Regions from separate parts of the Lactuca sativa genome. Here region 2 is linked to region 1. The links are chromatin contacts, called in public Hi-C maps. All regions are on one chromosome and are shown on one strand. Each heading gives the region's core, a stretch centred on a gene start, on an enhancer-like site or on the middle of the called end of the contact. The rest is flanking DNA. Distances are from core to core; before and after follow the strand shown.

Region 1 (7,054 bases), core at 1,455-3,954:
CAATATTACATCCAATCTACAAATAATGGAAATCAGAACCATGAGCCGTATTTCTAGTAGTAACAACAAACAGCAAAATGTACTTTCATATATTTGATTACTTACAAAAACGTATGCAAATGAACCTTCATTGCGATAAATTATATAATTTGGTAGATTTTTCAGTGTACATTGCCTTAACAAGAACAACAGTTGAAAATACAATCTTGTAAGAGAAACTCATCAAAGTAGGAAGCTACGATGAACACATACGGTTTTTTTGCATTTAGCCCTTTGAGAAAAAACAAGGAAATCAAGAAAAAGATCAACTGGTTTCCTAAATTATATTGGCACTTCCATTAATAATACTTGTGCACCATAAAAAATCTAAGATAATTATTAGTTTATTCCATAAAATCATACTAAAGATAAATAACCAAAACAACAAACGATAATCTCCAACAAACAAGTCAAGTTTAAAAAATAATAATAATAATAAATACATAAAAAATCAAACCGCTGAAATAAAATTCGAAAAACGAATCTATTTCTGTTGTATGGAAGTTAAAATATAGCCCTTTATTTTAAACTAAATACAGAGAAAATTACATTTTGCGGTGCCAGAGTATAACTGCTTTTTTCAACTTTGGTCCTCAACTTATTGATTTAATTTATTTATTTATTTTTTTGTAATCTTGGTGCTTAGTTGAGGTTTTTGTAACGTGTTTGAACTTTGGCTCATGTTCCAAGTAAAATGACTATATTTTTAGGACCAAAATTGCAAAAATCAGCTATCTTCAGGGACCAGAATCAGTCATTTTACTTGGAATGGAACCGGATACAATACAAGAACCTCAAATAAGGACTAAAACTGCAAGAGAAATATTTTTGCAAAAATCAGTTATGCTTAGGGACCACAAAACTTAAATAAACAACATTCTCACAAATTATGAAAATTTTAAAGGATATGAGATCACATATATCATGGTCATCATTTTTCACATTCTGAATGAGCAATTCCAAGAGGAGATATTTTCTAGCTTTCTAAAAGTTGTAACAAGGAAAACATGCAACTAAGGTAGATTCTTCATTTTTCTGCAAAACAGTAATTCTTCCAGCATCATTATTTTTTAATCATTGTTGAGAACACACCAACACCAACACCAACGTATCAGAATTTATGATACTTCAACATAGAGAGAAAAAAAAAAGTAGTATAAAGGAAATACATACATACATACATACCTCTTTTAATCTTGAAAAACTTTACATGTGAACCCAGAATTCACAAGATTGTTAATGGCATCCCTGAATCTGTAGTAATCATCAACAATGTTGTAAATTTGATGAGAAATTCTAGCATACCCAGTTATCGGATTGACCTCCCCAACCTCTGGTTGCCTATAATATATTGGAACTTCAACCTTAAAAGACTCCCTTAAATGAGACCTTAATTTTAATCCATCAGAATCACTCATAATCTCCAAACAAGTGGGTAATCCAACCATTGCCATACTTGAACACATATCAGGAGGTGAACCAAGATGAGTGCCCCATGATTTTGCAAGCATGTTTGCCATTTCTATAACCTTTTGGTGATTCCATTCTCTTATTCCATCAAGCCCACCTTCAAACCTACTTACAAACTTTAAAGCCTCGGGTACAACTAGTTGTGCACTGTAGTCCCTTGTCCCGATCCATGAACTTTCTATAGCTAATCCATTTCCGTATTCATGAGATACCACAGGGTGGTGGAGATTAGATAGCTCGGGGTTTCTACAGTGCAAGAATGCGATTGAAGGTGGACAGAATAACCATTTATGGAGATTGCTAGTGTAGAAATCAGCCCCAATTTCTTTGACATCAACCCTAGTTGACCCAATTGCATGAGCAGCATCAACGAAAATCCGGTCAACTCCTTCTTCTCTACACATCTTTACCAATTCCTTGACGGGAATTACAACGGATGGCATGGAGGTGATGTGATCAATTACGGCTAACCTAACTTTACGATTATTGGATTTCCCTAATTCTAAAGCGTTTCTAAATGCTGTAATTATTTCGTCATTTGAAGCTACGGGGAAGGGCATTTTAACCTCGATGACATGGCCACCTGCTCGCGTTACGTAAGCCTCGACGGACTTTTTGACGGCACCGTAGGCGTAGTGGAGCATCACGGCGGTGTCGCCAGGGTTGAATTTTGATTCGAAGAACGACCATTTGACTTGTTGGAGTACGATTGCAGCGGCCGTTGTGGCGTTATCGACTATTGAGATTTCGTCGACGTGATCGGCGTTGATGAGGGTTTTGATGGCTTCGCGGGAGCGGAGGATGGAGGGTTTGAGATGGTTGAAGTAGAAGTCGTCGGGCTGTTCAAGGAAACGTAGCTGGTAACGTTGTTGGGCTTCGATGACGGAGGAGGGGCATGAACCGAAACTGCCGTTGTTAATTCGGGCGACGGCAGGGTCGTGATGAGAGAACTCTGAGCGGATATCAATGTCAAAGCGCTTATGTTTTTTGCAAGGGGAGGAATTGTGGCTATTTGGGGTATCGGTGGCCATAGCGGTGGTGGCGGCGCCGTTCTCATCGCGGTGGCGGTGGAGATTATTGGATGCCATGGAGAAGAGACGATGGTAGTGTTGAGAACGGAGAAAAGACGTGTGTAGCGTCGAGACTGGTATTTGTGAGAGAGTGGAAGCGGCGAGGCTAAAAAGTAAAAACATTATATTCAAGTGGCTAATTAGATGGTAACTACAGCTTTTTCGTATTCAGATATGTATAATTTTTTTTCAAATAAGTTAAATAAATAAAATACATTATATTTTTAATTACTTTGTTAATTGTACAAGACTAAAGCATAAGTTTAATCGATGATTTTAGTAGTTTGTTTTTTTATTTAGAATTTAGATTAAAAATGATTTCTCTTAAGAGTAAACTACTGACTGCGACGATCAATATAGTATAATGAAAATTTCTTTTATTATTATTTTTATTATTATTATTATTATGGACACTCATTCTTGTGATTTGATTTCTGGTACCAATAGTCGTTCAAGTCTTAACTGTTAAGATTGAGATGTCAAATTTATAAAATAACATGAAAAGTTAAATATATTTTTTTATATTTCTTATCTATCTTCCTATCAATTTAAAAGATAAAAAGTAAATTACACGAATGGTCCCTATGGTTTAGGGTAATTTGTATATTTGTTCCTAATTTATTTTTTTAACTCGAAAGGTCCTTATTATTTGTTTCTATTACATGCTTGGTCCCTATTATTTATTTTTGTAATGCGTTTGGTCACTGTTTTAACTAAAAAAATTATTATTTAAATAGAGAAAAATGGTAGGGTATGTAAAGTAACGTGAATGGGTGGGGTTGGGGTGTGTTTATTTAAATAAATTAAAAAATCAAGGGCAAAATAATGTTTTTAGGTAAGACATGGACCAAATATATAATAAAAACAAACTGTAGGGACCTTTCGAGTTAAAAAAATAAGTTAGGAATCAAACGCGCAAATTATCATAAACCATAGGGACCATTTATGTAATTTACTCAAAGATAAACGTATGGATATTTAATAAAAACAATAATATTTTAATAGACACATATCACTATGAGTATGAAAATATTTAGGAACAAATATAAAAGGATATTTAATATTTTAATTTTTATATCATTTTTAAGGGAGCTGAGTAATTTAACTCATAAACAAGTATTTTAATAATTATAACCATCTTATAATTTTTGTTTGAAAAATAACCATTTACTTTGGAATTTCGTATTCCAAAGTAGTTACATCCATTCCGAAGTTGGGTGGTTGGTAGGTATCGGGTCTGGAATCCAACAATCGTATGTTCGAGACTGACAAAATGGATTCCAGACTATGTTTTTTAACGATATTCCAGAGTATTTATGTTCATTCTGAAGTTAGTGGTGGTTGGTATGACTCGAGACCGGAATCTGACACTCGTACGTTCTGGACTGAAAAGTGTATTCTGGAATATACGACCATTCTGGAATGGTAAGATTAAGGTATTTTTGTTTTTTGTTCACCAACAAGCTATATGTAGTGTATTTATGTCTTTGTTCCCTAATTCATTAACAAGTAGTGTTATTTGATACTTTTTGTAATCTAAAAGAATGAGTATGTATACGGATTTTTTCGAATGCTAGTTTCTAATAGATGGCAATGGTAGCGTATCGAGGCATTTATGCAATATATCTCTCCATACTACACATGTTTCGGTGTAGATCTAAGCATTGATATCAACTTTGTTGGGTTAATCATGTTGGTTGCTTCTAAGTATAGGTTACACACTAATCAAATATGTATATCTTTTTAATGTTCTAGATCAAATATAGTTATGCAAATTCTTATTGATAGTGATGTCAAATATTTTCTTAGTTTTGTTAGTAGTATGTCTCATAACACACTACAATTGTTTGTTGTTAATAATGTTATGGAAAGTGATATTCAACGATTTATTACCTATGACAATAAACCATGATCCTTCTTATAATGACCCTATAGATGGGGGTGATTTTCGGTATAAAGGTAAGGTTGTTAATGATAATTCTCCAACAGTTGATGTTGATGAATATGTAAACGATGATACAAATCTAATTGTTGTGGATAGAAATTTCACCTTACCATTTATATCTTAAACTTATTACATCTGGGTAAGCCCAAGATCTTGGATTTAATCAATATCTTGGACTACTATAATGTTTCTTGTAATATCTTATGCATGAATTTAAAGTTTGATTGAAAAGAAATAGACCAGGTCAAAACATACGTGATCAATGACCTCGTGAATGTTGAAGACCAAGAATGTCGAAATTTTAGTTGTTATTATTATGTATATAAAGCCTAGCTGATCAACACTCACACACATGTTGCCTGCCATTTCCTTTCCAATTCTCTTGACACTTGAGCATATTTACATCATTTCGAAGATTAGCTAGCACTTGTAATTTATTTCGATTTAATATAAGTTCCAAGGAAGGTGATTTCATCACCTCTCGATATGAAGTGAGTTAGAATCGATAAACGAACATGAAATCAATCATAGAAAGCATTAAGAACACATCATGTAAATATGATCTTATTGGCTCGTATTAGCCTGGAGATATTACAATGTTTAAGAGAGTGTTTACAAACTGGAGAGCATAAAAGTTACTCTCAACTCTAGTACCTACCCTATTATGTTGTGATTACATCGTTCGAGTAACATGATCCGTAGCAGATGAGAGGTGATCACATGGTTCGAGTACCATGATCCGTAACAGATGAGGGGTGATAACGTGGTTCGAGTACCATGATTCGTGGCGGTTAGTGCTTCTGGTGTTATCAGTTATCCTGTTGTGATTAATTAGATTGAGATTAGATGTGATAGAGTATGGGGCTAGAGGGCCATGTTGAACGAGTTTCAAGGGAGAACACCTTGAGGGGGAAATCGAGTTGGTTTCCGAGAAAGTTAGATGAGATGACAACTGGAGTCGCAAGACTCGAGAATAAGTAGAGGTGGTGCTTCGTGGAGGATTATGGGTTGAGCTACGCAGTCGGCCGATAGTGGGGATGCCACTTCCTGTGACCGCAGTGTGATATTTTCTGTGAGGAGCAAAAGGGATATGAGTTTCCGAGTTGGAGGTAAACCCTGTGGGGTAGCAAGTGTGGTGACCTTTTCACCAGAGTATTTGGGCAGTATGTTTGCTGCAAGGTATCCTTATACCAGGAAAGAGTCATTAGTGGGACTAAGATGGATGAGAACAAGGAGGTGCCTTGTTGGGGGAAAAGTACTTTTATTAGCAATTTTCGGTGGACAAGGGGTATATTGCGGCGGTGGCCCTCGTGGTCTATGTTGTGAATCGACAACGAGAATGAGGTCTGTGCTTTTATCATTATTCCCGATTTGGGAGGCGGGTCGAGGAGTTAGAGTCGAAGTGCGTGAAAGGACACTATTTCCGGATTAGAGACAGATTGGATTCAGAATAGTGGGGTTTCCGAAGGTGTGTCAGTGTGAGGCCTCAAGATGCCTAGAGGTAGTCGCATGGGGAGGATTCCGAGATTTTGTCAGGGATGAGATATATGGAGATTGGTTGGTTTCCTTTGGGAAGGCCCTGGGATGATTGTGTAATACGTTCAAGAGTCAAGTGTGACATAACTGGTGAGACAATCTACTGAGTAGATTGTGGATGTGCCAACTGGTAATTGTTCAAACCCTGAGTGGGGGAGAATTGGTTTTCCAGTAAGGGGATCGACGATTTGTTCAAGTGCGGTTAGAGAACGGTTATCGAGACCTACGGTTCGAATGCATGAGACCAGGGTTATTGGTGGTCTAGGCGAAGTGCAGAGAAAGGTAATGCAGGATGTACGTGTTCAGGAAAGGACGAGTGTCCCTACGACAGATGGGCATTGGACAGATACCATGTCGTGATTAGAAATTCTTCAAGGTTGTAATGGTAAAGTTTGAGGCGATTGGTTCAAAGGATAGCTTCGGCGGTAAAGAACTTCGGGCTTAGCATACGGGTTGTTATGTGCATTTTGGAAAGGGTAGAAGTGGATTGGGCAACCAACTCCATGGCCGGTATGTGTATACTTGCATGGGTTTGGAGTGCATGGGTTTGGAGCAATAGAGGAGGAAGTTTCGGATGTTCATCAACGTGTTCTGAGTCGTTGATGATTCATTCGTAAGAGTTGGAATATTCCGAAGTTGTGTGTTGTGGGGAAATGAAGATTAGATACGAGATTATTTAAGAATGTGAATTGAAGTAAGAGAAGGAGTTTTGTCATGACGGTAGCCGTCAGTAGTAGTGATGTTTATTTCTGGATGGGTGTGTGATCATCTGTCTATGATTAGCCACGAAACATGGGTTAGTGGATGCAGAGTGTGGCGTCGACTGGAAAATGAGACCGTGGGATGGTAAGAGAAAGTATTGTAAGGCTTCAGGGAGCTGCGGTATCCTTGAGTTAGTAAGAAAGGGTGTGGTGATACTGCGGTATTCTTGAGACTGGTATTTGAGGGAGAGTGGAGGCGACGAGGCTAAAAAGTAGAAACATTATATTCAACT
Region 2 (7,490 bases), core at 964-3,463, 130 kb after region 1:
ATCTGCTAGACGTGTGTGTGTATAACTGTATATATATATATATATATATATATATATATATATATATATAGGTAATCACCATAGTAACGAAGAACTCTACCAACTTCAACTCACTTCTAATCACCTACAGGAAGATACTAGAGTCAATACCTAATCATAGGTCATAGTCACGTGCAACAATGACTACCTTACAGGAAATGATGATTAGGGTTCTATATAAAATGAGGATTAAAGTTAAGTAAGGACACTTAACCCATTAAGGACTTAACCACCTAAGGGTAGGATTGATTAAGGTTTGACCTCGCCATTCTCGGGTATAATAATAATCTAAGCAATAGCCCAAATACGTGCCCCGATCATTGTCTAAAATAGGGCTTCCCGATTATAGGGTTTCCACATAAAATGATAACCAGGGTTAGTGTTCCACACTTAACCCCTTAAAGACTTAATTCAATAAGTCCAATATTGTATTAAGTTAATCGTAGGGCATTATTGAGTACACTTAAAGTCCAATTAACAGTTTAACACGGGTCCCGACAAAACTCTAAAACTAGGTTTTTCTTGACATTAGGGTTTTCTAAACCCTAATTAGGGTTTCCAACCCAAACATGTGCCACTCGGTCTCCGGTTAAATGCTTAGGTTATTTAATGTTTAGTAAGCCGGGCACCACCCATTGCCACCTCAGGCAGTGGTGGACAAAGGCAGTGGTGGACAATGGCGGTCCATGGCTGCAACCACCCACTCACAGCAGTGGTGGTGGTTCTCGAGTGATAAATCCAACAACCCATACACACCTAAAAACCCTACATCATATATGCACACACTAGTACCAAAAAAGAACACAAAATGCCCAATACATCCACCAAGATGGTGGCAGCCACCACCTCACGGTGGTGATGGTGGGTTATCTTCGGTCTATCCGGCCAAGCAACATCCACACGACACCATACACTGAAACATGCACACACATATGCCAAAACACACGCAAACACAACCACCCTTGTGATGGCATGCGACAGTCAAAGAAGCGATGGCAAAACAGGACAGCGGCTCGGAGTGACGGCGACGGGGGGATGCGATGAAGCAACAAAAGAAGCGAAGAAGGTGGAAGGGGGGTTGCGCCTTTACCGGAGAGAGGAAACAACGTCCACGATCTCCATTCTTCCGACCTCCCCACTGCTACGACGTCGGTCTCGTCGATCCTTGTCTTCTTCGGCAGCAACACTGACAGTGGTTGCTCGGTGCTTCACAACGATGACAAACGAGATGGCGGCGGTTGGAGATTGGAGGGATAAGGGTGGCGGCTGGAGAATATATTAGGGTTAGGGTTTGGGTTTGTTTAAATGAGAGGCCAAGGGAGGACGGGGGTGATGGATTTTAGTCCCACCTCCAACTTTCAAACTTAAGTCTATTTTATTCACTTTTAGCCCCTACCACCAAAACATTTTCAAATTAAGTCCAATAGTTACCAAACAGCCCCCAGCTTCCACAATTCTATTCATAACTAGTCAGAAAGTTACACTTTAACCCTTATTTCCAAAATTTACTACATTTAACTCCTCACACTAATACTCTGATAAATTATTATAGATTTGGGGCTGACATAAAAATATAAAAATACATCTCGAGGTAGCGGCGATGACTCCGACAAACTGTGTTGGATTTCATCTTCGTCTCCGACGAGACGTGTTGGATTTCATCTCCGGCTCCGACAGTTCCTCTCCGTAAAGAAGGCAGGGGCTCCAACGTTAAGTTGTCAGCAAAAGACGAGAGAAAGAAGAGTGAGAGATTGAGAAGAGTTAAGAAGTGAGGGTAAGAGTGTTGGATTGGTACCGTAAAGTGGATTTTGTTTAGTTTTTAATTAAAAAATAATAATAAAATGAAAAGAATAAAAAATAATTTTAAATCGACCAAATTCATGAGAAATTTGAGTAAATTAGAAACTTTTTGAACTCCTTCTAATTTGCAGTCTAGTATAAAAAAACTACAAAGAGTGAGGAAGTAAATCCCAATTTAAGAGTTAGGTTTGAATGAGAGATATTGTTGGCTGATTTCGTTACGGAAAGTCGGAAACTGCCTAGAAGGTGCCGCTTGTCCTTTTGTATAGTTACTATTATATTATTATTATTTTTTTTCGGAGCACAATATCTCATCCAAACTCTTCATCATGAATCCTATTTATTGAACTTGTTGCCTCCACGGAAAAAAGCAGGTATCGTACCACCTCTCACCAGCTACCCCTTCACTGCTCTTCTCTCTGATATTTTTGTGGTAGGTACTCTCATCGACTATTTTTTTCACTTTTCCTTCAACTATCTTCAAAGAAATCTGTGCCTTTTTGTTGCTGCTTATACTTTGTATCGACTCATAGTTACCAGTATTAGATTATGAGTTTCTCATGGCTTTGTGGTTTTAGTGCTTAGATTCACTTTGTTTCGTAATAGTTGATCTGTTCATCAGTTTACTTGTCCTTCAAATTTGTTTTCAGGTAATTTAGTTGGATTATTTTTGGTTACTAACTTCATACGCTACCTATATGTTTGACTTTATCATGTGGATAAAAATTCTGGCTCGATCTCTCTTTCTTTTTAAGTGAATCCTTTGATTCCTTTTCAAAATTTGCAGTTTTAATTGAATACTTTGATTTCCATTGAAAAAATTTTCTGGCACATTTTTTAAACTAATTCAATGCTAAAATCAACTTTTTCCTTTAGATCATGTAAGTTGACTTTTGTGTCACGAGGTTCTTTAGGTTCATTTCACGCCTTTTGTGTTTTTAGTTCGACGTACTCCTGAATTAAACCGACTGAATATGATGATATTTTTGACGCTATTTAATGTATGGAACGTAATACAACAAGGTGAAGATTATTGACGTCAAGTTTGTCACAAAATCTATACTAACTTTTACCATTAGATTTTAACTTTCTGCTGCCAATATTTATCTGTTGTGACGCTAAAGTTTGCTGCTTGAAATAATCGAATAAACCCCTGGAATAATTGCAGGTTCTCCTGATTTTAATTTAATTCTACTATACTAAATTACTAATTCATACGCCTTTGTTTCCCACGCTTTTGTCAGGACACTGTTTTGACTATGGGGAATCGATATCTTTGTTTGGCTTTATGTTTATGTGCTTTGATACCCTCTATGCTTGATGCTGCTTCCGATGGGTTACTGAGAATCAACATGAAGAAACGACCTTTGGATGTTAATAGCATCAAGGCTGCTAGAAAAGAAAGCAAATATGTTAATGGTCTTAAGAACACGCCACATGGTTTAAGTGATGGTAATGAGGATGTTGTCCCTCTAGTCAACTACTTGGATGCCCAATACTATGGCGAGATCAGTATTGGTTCTCCACCTCAGACATTCACTGTCATATTTGATACTGGCAGTTCCAATCTCTGGGTTCCATCATCCAAGTGCATATTTTCTGTAAGTTTTTTCATCTCATCTCATTTGGTAATTTATGGATCTTTATTACAATTTCTTTACTTTATAGTTTATACCTTCAACTGCTATTATATAGATTGCTTGCTACTTCCACAACCGGTTTAAGGGAACAAAGTCAAGCACTTACACAAAAATTGGTAAAGACATGCACCATTCTCAGTTTTTCAAGATGTTTTTCTTACAATTTCTTTACTCTAAGTTAACATATATGTCTGAAACATCATGGTTTTGTTTCCAGTAGTTACAATATCACTAAATGGTGACCAAGTTTTAAGTTTTGCATATGCTTAATGCTTGTATCTTTTTTTTTTGCTTGGTAATAATCAGGGGACAATTTGCAAATAAACTATGGATCCGGATCAATTTCTGGATTTTCCAGTAAAGACACTGTTCAAGTTGGTGATATTTGTGTCGAAGATCAAGTAAGTCTTTTTCGATCCATGACTTCATAAGTCATGTAACTCGATTCTTTCTCATTGATCATGTATAACATTAAGATGCATTTTGTTTCAGGATTTCATTGAAGTTACTAAAGAAGGGAGTCTTGCATTTGTAATTGGAAAATTTGATGGGATTTTTGGACTTGGGTTCAAGGAAATTTCAGTTGGAGACTTGCAGCCAGTCTGGTAATAACTCATCTGAATTTGGAGCAACTCTTTTTCTCACTTTCTGTTGTGACTTTAAATCTTTAATCAATCTTCTTCTAATTAAAATTTACAGGTACAATATGGTTGAACAAGGCCTAGTAAAAGAACAGGTATTCTCTTTTTGGCTAAACAGAAATGAAGCTGATGAAGAAGGAGGTGAACTTGTCTTTGGTGGTGTTGATCCCAAACACTTCATAGGGGAACACTCATACGTACCTGTGACTAGAAAGGGTTACTGGCAGGTGTGTATTTATAAATCACCAAACTGTGAAAAAGACTTAATTGCCCTCCTCATCCTCATCATTGTGTTTTACATATGTCTTGCAGTTCAATATGGGAGATTTCCTTATTGGAAACCAATCTACAGGTACTTTGAATCAATATGGTTAACGCTACTTATTTTATCGTTGTTTTGTTTCTTAATTTTTTTTTGCTGCAGGATTCTGTGAGGGTGGTTGTGCTGCTATTGTGGATTCTGGAACATCCTTGCTTGCTGGTCCAACTGTATGTATCTCAGGGATTTCAAGTTTTTCATTTTTATTTTTTGAATCTAATTAGTTTTTAAATTTCAGGCTGTTGTAACGGAGATTAACTATGCAATTGGGGGTGAAGGAGTACTCAGCAGTGAATGCAAAACACTTGTGACTGAATATGGAGATATGATCTGGGATCTCCTTGTTTCTGGGGTTCGTGTTTCTTTTTCCTGATTAACTGGATAAATGATGTTTAAAATTATTTCAGAAAATGAAAAATGTGTAATACTTAATGGGAAAAAAAACCTTCTTTCCATCACTCTTTGTGCATTATGTCAAAAAGTAACACCTATATATTGCTTTATGGTGTTAAATCATGTCCCAATTTATAAAACAAGAAACAAAATGAAGAATTCTTTAACCACTTCATTATAATCTTTTATGCTGATAATACGACTTTCAGGTAACACCTGGAAAAGTTTGTTCAGAGGCTGGTTTATGTTTCTCTGATGGACGTCAGTCTGTGAGGTATGAATTTTGTAACAGTTTTTTAAATTAAATATATTGATAAAGTGCATTTAAATATATAAACTCAAATGATTTTACAATTATGTAAAATGTATGGCAATTTAAATACTATCTTGCTATAACTACTAGTTTCTTGATACAATTATTTTGGAAAGATTGGAAATTTTCCACCAAGTTGATGAAATTGGGTCAATTCCAAATTGACCTATTAAAAGAATGTGAGTCAACTATCAACTATTAGCTGGTAATCAAGCAGTAGAAGCTGAATTCCTACATGCAATGACATACTTCTATTGATTTGTTTAGTAATTATAGCACACTAATTTCATTTCTTCATATTACAATATTGTCCTTATGATGGTGGAATTTTACTTTTGTTGCAGTTCAAATATTGAAACAGTGGTTGGGAAAGAGAATGATGGACTTGGGGATACAGTGTTATGTGAAGCTTGTGAAATGGCTGTTGTTTGGATGCAAAACCAGCTCAGACAATCAGCAACCAAGGAAGCCGTGCTAAGCTATGTGAATAAGGTGACTCTCAATTATTGTTATTATATTCCCATTATACACACACACACATATATATATATATATATATATATATATATATATATATATATATATATATATATATATATATACATATAACTAAATGTATAATTGACAATGTTGAATAGCTTTGTGAGAGCATACCAAGCCCAGCTGGAGAATCAGTAATCGATTGCACTACCCTCCATAAGATGCCAAATGTTTCATTCACCATTGGGGAAAAACTCTATACCCTCACTCCAGAACAGGTATGAATTCTTCATAAAATCCACCCAATTATAGCATTGAATTTCAAATTTTCTTATATCTGAAAAATTTACCTGATTATAGCAATGAAAATTGGTTTGTAATAGGAATAAATAAGTATGATGTTATAATAAACAAATCAAAGAAAGTACATTGCTATTTCTTGCGTTTAAGCCAATTAATGTTTTACGTCTTTGATGTCAGTATATTCTGAAAACCGGAGAAGGTGCGGCTACTGTTTGCATCAGTGGTTTTATGGCATTGGATATGCCACCTCCAACAGGCCCTCTTTGGTATGTACAATTTTCATACTGAATATCAACTGAACTCGTATATAATACAAGTATTTTAGGTATAAATATTACAATTTTAGGTATTTAATGGGGTGTGATGCTATGTTGGGTGCAGGATTTTGGGAGATGTGTTCATGGGTGTTTACCACACTGTGTTTGACTATGGAAATCTGCAGTTGGGATTTGCTAAATCAGCATAATTTACTGTCTGAGTAGCTTGGAAAAAAAAACTTTAAGCCTCTCATGTAAATATATAATATGATGGATGTATCGTATACTTAAATATTTTTACTGTGGTAACGAATACGTTAGGAGGAGGGGTTGTATTGTATGATGTTATTTCTCGCTCATTTGCGACCCTTGATGGTTGCATATGATATGGGTAAGTTATTATCTAAAACTGAACTTGAGAAAAACAATTGTGGTTCTTTTGTTTATTACAATAGGTCTTTGTCTTTGCTCTTACATAATATGAGTGCTTGAGTTGGATCTAGCTTGATGCCAACAGGATAAAAATTAGTATTTCTTTATGCCTACCATGCTTGTATAGAAAATGTGATGTTTTTTTTTTCTTAGTCCCATCATAAAAAATAGATTTATAAAAGCCTGTTTAATCTTTTGTGAGGTGTAATATACATAACCTTCCTTGAAATGCATCTAACATCTCAACTTTGAACCAACAATACTGAAAGATCAAAGATGAACCCACGTTTGATTGACCGTACTTTGTTTACTCAGAGTACTAGATGTGTCAAAAATGTATAATTTGTATACAAGGTTATGTTGATGATATTATGGTTGGTTTTATCATCTAGTTTTTATTGACTACATTATATTTGGTTTTATCATCGAGTTTTTATGTTTGGACTTTTATGATATTTCTCATGACTATGGTAGTGAATTGTTTAATTTTTAGGTTTACAAGTAAAACGTCTATTTAGTTTTATAAATCAGTTAATGTATTTGACAAAGTTAAAGAATTAGTGCATTTTATCGATGAAAACTCCCATGCCAGCTTCTGTAAGTTGTATGATGACCATAATGGCGAGGATGTGAATCCTTTTGTGTATAAGGGCATGATTGGCTCTTTTTTGTACTTAACTGAAGGTAGAACCACAAAAGACTAATCTTAATGCATTAAAAAGAATTTTCTGGTACTTAAAGGGCAACTACGGTTTGGTATTTGGTATTCCAAAGACAAACTTTATCTGATTGCCTATTTTTATTTAGACTCAGATTATTCAGACAACTTTTTAGATAGGAAAAATACTATAGAAGGATGACAAATGTTAGGTG

The links. A called contact is a pair of places that touch in the nucleus more often than the background predicts.
Region 2: a contact with region 1 is called in a Hi-C map of bud, with 5 times the contacts expected there. The contact joins the promoter of LOC111915340 here to the promoter of LOC111915341 in region 1. A contact is called at or near these places in 4 of 4 Hi-C or Micro-C datasets (bud, leaf and seed).

Annotation. Positions count from the first base shown.
Region 1 is chr9:142,283,066-142,290,119 of Lsat_Salinas_v11, forward strand. It overlaps LOC111915341 (probable L-cysteine desulfhydrase, chloroplastic), which reads right to left and starts at 2,705. Exons shown (of 3, transcript XR_006186670.2): 1 at 1,225-2,705; 2 at 106-175; 3 at 1-16.
Region 2 is chr9:142,418,348-142,425,837 of Lsat_Salinas_v11, forward strand. LOC111915340 (aspartic proteinase) reads left to right here and starts at 2,214. Exons shown (of 14, transcript XM_023911000.3): 1 at 2,214-2,272; 2 at 3,084-3,440; 3 at 3,535-3,595; 4 at 3,786-3,880; 5 at 3,972-4,084; 6 at 4,179-4,347; 7 at 4,433-4,472; 8 at 4,545-4,609; 9 at 4,678-4,791; 10 at 5,042-5,106; 11 at 5,490-5,637; 12 at 5,784-5,903; 13 at 6,106-6,194; 14 at 6,310-6,613. The coding sequence starts at 3,099. The coding sequence ends at 6,394.